2 separate regions of the Sparus aurata genome follow, and region 2 is linked to region 1. The links are chromatin contacts, called in public Hi-C maps. All regions are on one chromosome and are shown on one strand. Each heading gives the region's core, a stretch centred on a gene start, on an enhancer-like site or on the middle of the called end of the contact. The rest is flanking DNA. Distances are from core to core; before and after follow the strand shown.

Region 1 (4,381 bases), core at 1,439-3,938:
ATTAAAATTTAGAATTGTGATGTAATCCTTCTATCTACAACAATACTAGAACAAATGCGATTACTACGTTTAAGGCAAAATCTGCATTCATTTATGGCAATATCCCATTTGTTTACATTCGTCACAAATGTTACAGCAGGTATGATTTGAGCTTGCAAAGCTACATGAGATATGTTAGTATGTCCTGAACTGAAAATCCCAGTGCAAATCAGAGGTTGTCTTATGTACTTTAATTTTTTTTATCTGAAAAAATTTGAATTGACAGGTGTAAATGGCCACAGTTACTTCCTGTTTGCACTTCAGGGTGGTAACGTCTGCAGAAAACCTCTATAAAAGGAAGTGAGTAAAACATGCTGTGATACATGCTCACAGACCAGAACTTCAACAGATCTCTCTCATGGCAGATAACCTTGTGAGGTCAAAAGCTCCAGCAACACTTGTATTATTGTAAATTGTATTACTAGACTGCAGTATTTCAGCTTGGGCCTTCACCAGGGTTATCATGAATCAAATTAAAAACAACATTTAGATAAGGTAGGTGTGACAACACAAAAAAGTAAATAGTAAAGCAAAACACAGAGAAGACAACCAATCATGTTGGTTATTTATGTGGTCATTGGACTTCAGGAATCATTGTCAAAGACTGACAGAGGAGTGAGGGGAGTGTCCAGTAAAGGACATGGATGATGCTATGTTCTATTTTTAATAGATATTTGTAGTGTGTTGACTTCTATGTTTTGTATCTTTTCTATCTTTAAGCCATTACAAGCTGCAGTTTGTAATGGCTTGAGTGGTTGCATACTAGACTATTTCATCTTGTTTCCTGAATCTGAACAAAATATTAACCTTAGTTCATTTGGTCAAAACACATAAATAATGGCAGTGATAAAGAACCCTTTCCCTCACAAAAAAATGTGCTTAGAAAAGGTGTACAGTCTGTGTGATGTGCTAAGTCAAGGAGTAAACATTGTGTACTCAGTTTGGAGCTATTTGGAAAACAGTGGGTTAACGGGTTAGTTTTTCAACAACATCACCTGGCTTTCAGCAGCACCTGCTCCATAACCACACGCTTCTGCTCAACTTTCACATCTTCATTTATGTCTGTTCCACCAAAGATAATGCCGAAGGGTACTTGGACGCCTGGTGTAAAGGTTAGGCACAAAACAGAATAGTGTTGACATTTGCTCCTGTGAGACGGATCTAAGTGTACTTATATGTTAACTATTATTCTGATAAACACAATGGAATGAAGGTATGGAGACAAGTAAACAGATCATGTAACAGCGTGGATGTTTACCTAAAAGAAGCCTGCCTGCTCTGAACAGATGAATAGCCAGCGCACCCTCAAATGGAGGATTTCGAGATACAAGACCTGCCACCTCAGCAGGGGACTGAAACTCTGCAGCATCTCTGAGCTCACAAGTGTGTCCTGCTGATTCAATGTGGGACCTACAATAAAACAAATATACAACTATGATTGGCTGGAGGGAAGACATGATGGTAACAGCAAGATAAATTGAACTATGTCTCAAAATTATTTGGTTTTATTAATCAAGTGTTTCACTGGTTATTGAGCATCACCTCCCTCAATCATGTTACAGCTGATTTAAAGCCAACGTACAGTAGAGAGTTCACAGGAACTTTATTTTCATGTAGCCATGTTTAGTAGTTAACTACAGTGCTACTGCCTCACATAGCGTCACTGTAGAAATCATGTTCATTGATAGAATGTAAAATAAATAATTAAGTACATGTACTCGAGTGCTATACTAATAACGAGAATCCAAAGCCTTCAGATATAATGGTAACACATTGACAGGTAACCTTATGGTGCACAATGGGTACTGTTGCTGTCATACCTCAAGTACATGTTGGGGATAATACTATTTTTAATGCAGTACTTTTACTTGAGAGTTGCCTACTTTCACAATGTTATGTTCACAAAGGTTATTAGCATTTGAACTACTTATTCTACTGCTAATGACTACCGTTAGCAACAGCTGTTGTAGCTAGCTACACTTAACGACAGTTTCAGTTACCTTATCCTCTCAGCTGTAGTGTGGTTCCCAGTTTGGGGACTAAGACAGGCAAGAAAGAGTAATTTCATTTCTTTAGTACAGGCTCTTGCGGGCTAACCTGTTAGAATGTACACATTAAAACAACAAAAGCAGAGGGGATAATGCAGCAAGCTGTGGCTCTGTGTGCCGTTTGAGTAGGCTCGCTATCCTCAACACCTATCACATTTCCTGAAACTCATGATTACACCCAGAGCTAGATGTGAGCACCATACGGCTAGCTCATTAGCTGGCAACGCTATGGGCAACGTACCCACGCTTGACATGTTTACAAGTCCGTCTCCTATTTGATCCCCCGGAAACACATGACGGTAGCACATACTGTACAGGCTCTGTTGACCCGTTTCAGTATGTAGTTTAATTTTTGGACCGAGACAACACAACACAAAACCCCAAGCCAGATCGTGACACGACTGACAGCACTAGAATCAGCGGTTACCAAAAAAAAAGAAAAGAAAAAACAACCACGCAACGACTTCCCTTTCTCGGTGTAACAAGGTTTGCACAAACGGAAGTAACTTCCAAATCACACGGATAAGGCTGATCGCGTTGCTTCAGTGGACACGTCCGGTCCGGTTCACCTACAGATCGTCTCCACAGCTACGCAACTTGTGACGGCTTGGTGACTGAGCGGTGTGTCACGCGACAGTACTGTGACACACTGTTTTCTGTTGACTTCCAGTTCTCCTTTGACGAAGTATTGACTTAAGCCGAGACAAAGTAAACATTTAAGCGCTGTGTTAATGGAGATAACTGAACACCACTGGGGCGTGCTTCAATAATTAAAGGTAATGTCAAACCAAACTCTTACCATGCTAGCGTTATGCTGAAGCTAGCTTACTTTAGGTCTTTTTAGTGGCTGTGTTGCATATGATAAGGAAGGGTTAGTTAGGCACAGCTAGCTGTTCTCTCTGTATGAGCTAACTTGTTTAACCTCCTCTGTATTTTATTTATAGGTTTGAACTCTTACTATACAAGAAGAACTTAAGTCACTGGAAGTTGGGAATGGCTAACAACAGGGATGCCAATGAGAGCACCCCTCTTTTGGACTCAGATTCTGGCCAAAGACCTTCACCACCATCCGTTTTCCAGGGAAGGAGACTGGCATGTGCAGCCATCCTGCTGGCTGAATCATTAGAAAGGATTGCATTCTACGGCATCACATCCAATCTTGTTCTTTTCCTCAATGGTAGCCCCTTTTATTGGGAGGGTACTCAGGCGAGCCAGGCACCTCTGATGTTCATGGGAGTTACTTATCTGATTTCACCATTTGGAGGCTGGTTGGCAGATGCTTACCTTGGGAAATTCTGGACAATAGCCGCAAGTTTGATCCTGTATTTTATCGGCATGCTGTTTTTCCCTTTCATTTCAAACGATGAAACCAGGATAAACCTATGTGGAGAAGAGATGGCGTTTCCTGTGCAACCTGCTGAGTGTCAGAACAGTACCAGTGCAAGCAATGTGACCTGCCCTATACGAGCCCCATATTGTGGCCCAGTAGTCTACACAGGACTTTTTTTGATTGCATTAGGTGTGGGTACTGTGAAGTCCAACATCACTCCCTTTGGGGCAGATCAGGTAAAGTATGGCCAGCACTTTCATATCACCAAGTGTGAACTAAAGAATGCAGAGAGGAGGTGAAATGGAGTTTGTTATAGAACCAGGCTGATCTCTGAGATTGGGTGTGCAGTGTGACATCATGTGAGACATGTGATGGGATTTCTATTGCACCGTGACAGTTTATTTAGACATGCATTCCCTTGATCGCCATGGCCCCTTTTAAGAATTTCCATTGCAAAGTTGCCACTGAGAAATCCTCTGTCTTTCTCTCAGTTAAACTAATGTACACACACAAACAACCAAAAACGATGCCTGAAATGGTACGTCCTACTAACAAGAAAACACTGGTCACTTATCTACAAGAAGCAGTCTCAAAAGTAGAAAAGTTAATCAATGTCATTGTTTTTCAAAATAATCTAACCCAGGTTGGGTAAAACCTTCCAAACGGAACTTGCAGGGTGAATATGATTAGCACTTGATTAGTACACACTACGCTTGTTAAAAGAGTGTCACGTTTCTGTCAATGCGCGCTTTGATCCTGCTCGAACACACACAATACGCAACATCAAGGACAATCCATACATTGCAGGGAAATATAAGAGAAACACAGAAATTGGTATAGCAGCACACAGCAGAAGCAAAATAGGGAATAAATCAGCTCTATTGTGCCAGTGATTGTCAAAAAGCCATTATGAAATCCTGGCAAAACAGGTTACTTTTTTGAGGAGTTAAGATGTAATATGAAG
Region 2 (4,550 bases), core at 397-2,896, 240 kb after region 1:
AATGACATCTTTTGTACGAGAGCACTCCTCGGCGGTTCTCAAAGCGAGCCATCTGTCACCAAACACAGGCACGGCAGGGGTTGCTTTACTAAACAAGACAAAGGCGACTGTTGGCAACCAGATGCTGTCAGCATAACAGTTGTCAAAAAAAATAAATAAATAAAAATCTTAAAGCTGCTGTCTGAAACTTATGTGCAATACGGATGAAAGACATTTTTATAACTGTTTCTGGTGGTCACATATGTGTTCTGTAACAACAGTGTTAATCAGTGGCTTGATCTCTGAAAGACAGGGACATAATGATACATGTTATTATGGTTTGTTAAATACATTTCAGAACATGCAGGTATATGTGAATTATGGTCTGTGAAATTTGACATCTGCACCCATTTAACACATTATGTTGTATAATGATCAAACATGCTTATTGCTTACTTACTAACAGGGGACACTCATTGAGTCTGACATATGTTCACATTTATCCAAGATTATATCAAAATTCTAACGGTGTAGCTGACAGTATGCCTCCGGTCGAACATCTTGCACTATCTGCCAGACCCTGTTGAATTTTTCATGTGTCATTTTGATGTATGCCCCATAGGCGGGCATCATATTAGGACACACACTTAGTAAATGTTTCTCTTACTGTGAGTTATGTATAAGTACAACAGCTGAGTAGCCTAATTCTTACACTTTTCCCTTCCCTTGCAACTTCAGACAACCTGGTGTTAATAACAGCGATGGAATGTAAGCAAGTACGTTCACTCAATTTCTGTACTAAAGTTTTGAGTTAGGCCTACTTGTACTTAACATTTTCTGCTAACTTATTTTTTCCACCCTTCTACATTTTCGAAGCAGATATTGTACATTTTATTCATTTATTTGATAACTTACTTACTTTTCATATTGCATACTGTATCAGAATAAAAGTAGTGCATTATTTTATTAATTTATTGGAATTCAGAACAAAGACGAAATCAGATACGTTGTATAAAGTAACCAAAATATATGATGATATAAATTAATTCAAAAAAGCAGTTCTCCGGCTCTGATGCATTATGTAACCTGCATATATGTAAGCAAAGTAACCTGCTACTAAAGTTATTACATTAATGTAGAACAGTAAAAGTGCAATATTTGTCTTAAAAATATCATGGAGTGGAATTATACAGCAGAGTAGTAGAAACAGAAGAGAAAAACTCAAGTCAAGTAGAAGAATACCTCACTACAATGACTTAGTAGTACTAGGCTACATTTATGTAGTCATTGGATACGATAATCTGTTGACCCATACCATACAGAATATACACACATTTAAATATAGCTTATGTGTGATTTATTTTTATTTGTACTTCTGATATTTAAGTACATTTATTGCCAAAAACGACTTTTAATACTTAAGTAACCTACATTTACCAGATACTTGTGGACTTTACTCACATACTAGTAAATCCAAAAGTAATATTTTAAAACCATATATTTACTTTTACGCAAGTATGAGGTTTGAGTATTTATTTTATTTTTTATTTTTACAACACTGGTTAATACTAAACTATAGTTTCAAAGGTAAGAACATCAATCCTGTCGCTGTAGCTTCCGTACAGGACAAAGTGGAAGTGGAACCTTCGTTACCCTTGCGTTTTAAAGGGGACTAAAAACAGCGTCGGACTGATATGGGCGTGGTTGAGCTTTCCTCTTTTGAAGGTAAACGACTGGCGTGACTGTCAGAGTGAGTTTCTATTAACTTGGCTTGTTTATTATCTAGAAAACCTTACATTCATAATTTACCAAGTGTATAGCGATACGTAGAGCTAGCAATGCTCGAGCTGAGTTTGATGTTAACATTCGCCTTTTAGCTAACAATAAAACTTTTCTCTCAAATCATGAATGCAGCTTTCCCAAGTTAGCTAGCCAGATGTAACGTTAAATAGCTGCCGGTAAAAATAAAGTTGAACTATGCCTTTGTAGCAGAAAAACAGATGAACTCATTAGTGTGATATCATTTTCTTTGAAGCGCGTACGTTAGCAAGTCAGCGTCAAGTGCCGCCCATTTCCAAAAGACATTTGTCAGCTGAATTCGAGAGATAACGTCAGACAAGTTGATCTGACGTGACCTGCACCCACTCTCACATTGACACGCCCTCTGTCCTTAACTTAAGTTTTTTTTGTTTCGTTTCGTCTTTTAGTTACTGGTTGAAGATTCGTGTGGTAAAGCGCGCAGGAGCCATGCCTTTCCTCCACGGGTTTCGTAGGATCATTTATGAGTATCAGCCGCTGGTGGACGCTGTCATGAGTGTGGTCGGACTGGAGGAAGTAGATGGTGGACACAATCGCAGGTGATACTGAAGCCACAGTTTTATTCGACAGTCAGCTGGAAGGTGTTGCTCTGTTGTTTAATTGTCTGTTGTAGATATTTACACTGAAGCCACTGTGTCATAACCGCAGCCAGTGCTAAATGCAATTTGATGGAAACACTGGTGGCGTTTCATACATTTACACAAGTCTGCTCTGTGCAGCTCTCTGGTGGAGCTTCTGGAGCGGGAGTCCCAGTCTGAGGTGTTTGTGGAAGGCATCAGCTATGCTCTGTTTAAGGTGGCCGAGCAGGGGCTGGCGTACGCTGCTGAAATCCTTCTACGCTTTGGGGCTGATCTAAACTTTGAAGGTGAGAAATGATGTGTGAGGATGCTTTAAATACATTGTACAAGCACATGGAAAAAGGAGCTGTCAGCCGGAGAAGCCAGTCTACTTATATGAGCTATTCTGGATGATGCGCTCAATCAGCATTTCTGTTACACTGAGGCCCTGTTCCCACCTGGTATCATCATCTGTTCTGAGTGATCCGATCACAAGCGGACACCTCTAAGTGCATCTGTTCCCATCTGGCATAAACATGCGTCTCCACATGTGTCTCCAGTGGTGATTGGATCCCTCTTCCCCGTTCTATATGCAAATAAACACATGCATCATTCCCATTTTGTAAAGATCAAAAGTGTATTTTTTGGCAAATGCACTTAACCGTGTCTAGTCGACCAGAAAAAAGAAGACGAAGGCCCTTCTTGTCTGCCGAAAATTAAAAGAAGAACACCAACTGGAGATGAGAAAAAGTATACTCAGGCTTCTTTGTACACTCAGTTTTATGCATATTTGAGTGATCCCCGTGAATTCTGTCACCTCTGTAAATTGAGTGCAGCACAATCACTGAACAATACGTTAGCCTTAATGTTAATTTATTGTTTGGTTTGGCCAAGAAAATAAAGTTGAACTACGTCATGTGAGCATAAATAGCAGAAACATTCATTAGTATAATTTGGTTTTCTGTAAAGCGTAAACATTAGTCGCACTCCCTCTACATCTGGGACTTGTTTCTGTTTCATCATCTCCAGTTGTACAGCCCCAGGGCCAATAGCACGTGGCACATTACCGAGAATATAAAAATAAAATAAAAACAAACAATAGTTTTTTAGGGAAATATACTTTTCATAAAAAAGATGTACATGGTACATCAGAATGTGAAGGTTTGTCTGAATCAGAATCAGATTTTGTCAGTGCAATAGTGTCCCAACTCTGCATGATGCAGTCCTAAAACTTTACAGGTGTAGTTGAGATCAAAATGATGGCTGCGGTCCAGCCCGTGAGTACCGACTACCACTCGTGGGCCGGATGTGGCCCTTTGACCATTTTGTGAGTAGATTCTTTGGCCCATTTATTTGTTCAGTATGTGGCTGAGCACATTATTGCTCTTATTAAATTTTCATCTATTATTTTCATTAAAAAGTTTTAACCTAGGCTTTTTAAGCAGAGGGAAGTTAAGAGAGTCAAACTGGCATTCTACTTATAAGATTAAAACTAATAAAGCAGAAAAAAAAGTCTCAAATCAAATCTGGCCTCTCGAACAAAAAGTTGAATATACCTGGGGTACGTCAACATATTGGCTTGCAGCCCGGCTGGTCTCTAGTTATCATTCTGATCAGTTATAATGACCCTCGAAAGGAATGAAACAGGAAATGTTTTTTGGTAGAACAAACACTTCGTCATTTTAATCAAGACAATTAAATGAAAGATTGCACCAAGAACATGAATAGATCTTCCATTTGCCCATTTTGTTCAAGGAACTGCAAGGATAAATTGGGCATATTCACTTCTCTATATACACTTGAGAAAATAAGCCTCCCGGTGGAAAGTGCAGCATGTCTTGCTGCTGTCATGAAACCTGCCAGGGCTCATCCAAACTCTGCTGTGGTGACCTCTAGTGGAAGCAAAAGTGCCTTTCCCCGGGGACATAATTAGTGGATCCTGGCAGAGGCAGCGTCATTCATCTTTTACTTTTCTTGAATGCCTCTTTCCAGAAAGTTAACACTGACAAATGCTCCCACATAGCATGCAAAAATGTTCCATTTCCTCTGAGTATTTGCATTCCTTTGCACTCACATTTAAAAATATGCTGTCTGGTGCCAGCTATCAGAGAAGCGCTGAGATGAAGCGTGAACATATGTAGTTATGATAGTTACCAGTCCCAAATGTGGCAATTAATAATCTGGGCACTGATGATA

The links. A called contact is a pair of places that touch in the nucleus more often than the background predicts.
Region 2: a Hi-C map of skeletal muscle shows a contact between it and region 1, with 2.5 times the contacts expected there. The contact joins the promoter of asb6 here to the promoter of slc15a4 in region 1. A contact is called at or near these places in 2 of 2 Hi-C or Micro-C datasets (skeletal muscle and an unstated tissue).

The regions. Positions count from the first base shown.
Region 1 is chr5:7,377,879-7,382,259 of fSpaAur1.1, forward strand. slc15a4 (solute carrier family 15 member 4) reads left to right here and starts at 2,689. Exons shown (of 9, transcript XM_030416534.1): 1 at 2,689-2,863; 2 at 3,032-3,653. The coding sequence starts at 3,081. It overlaps glt1d1 (glycosyltransferase 1 domain containing 1), which reads right to left and starts at 2,648. Exons shown (of 12, transcript XM_030416537.1): 1 at 2,040-2,648; 2 at 1,298-1,449; 3 at 1,035-1,140. The coding sequence starts at 2,107.
Region 2 is chr5:7,620,142-7,624,691 of fSpaAur1.1, forward strand. It overlaps asb6 (ankyrin repeat and SOCS box containing 6), which reads left to right and starts at 1,647. Exons shown (of 7, transcript XM_030418314.1): 1 at 1,647-1,729; 2 at 2,187-2,336; 3 at 2,517-2,662. The coding sequence starts at 2,227.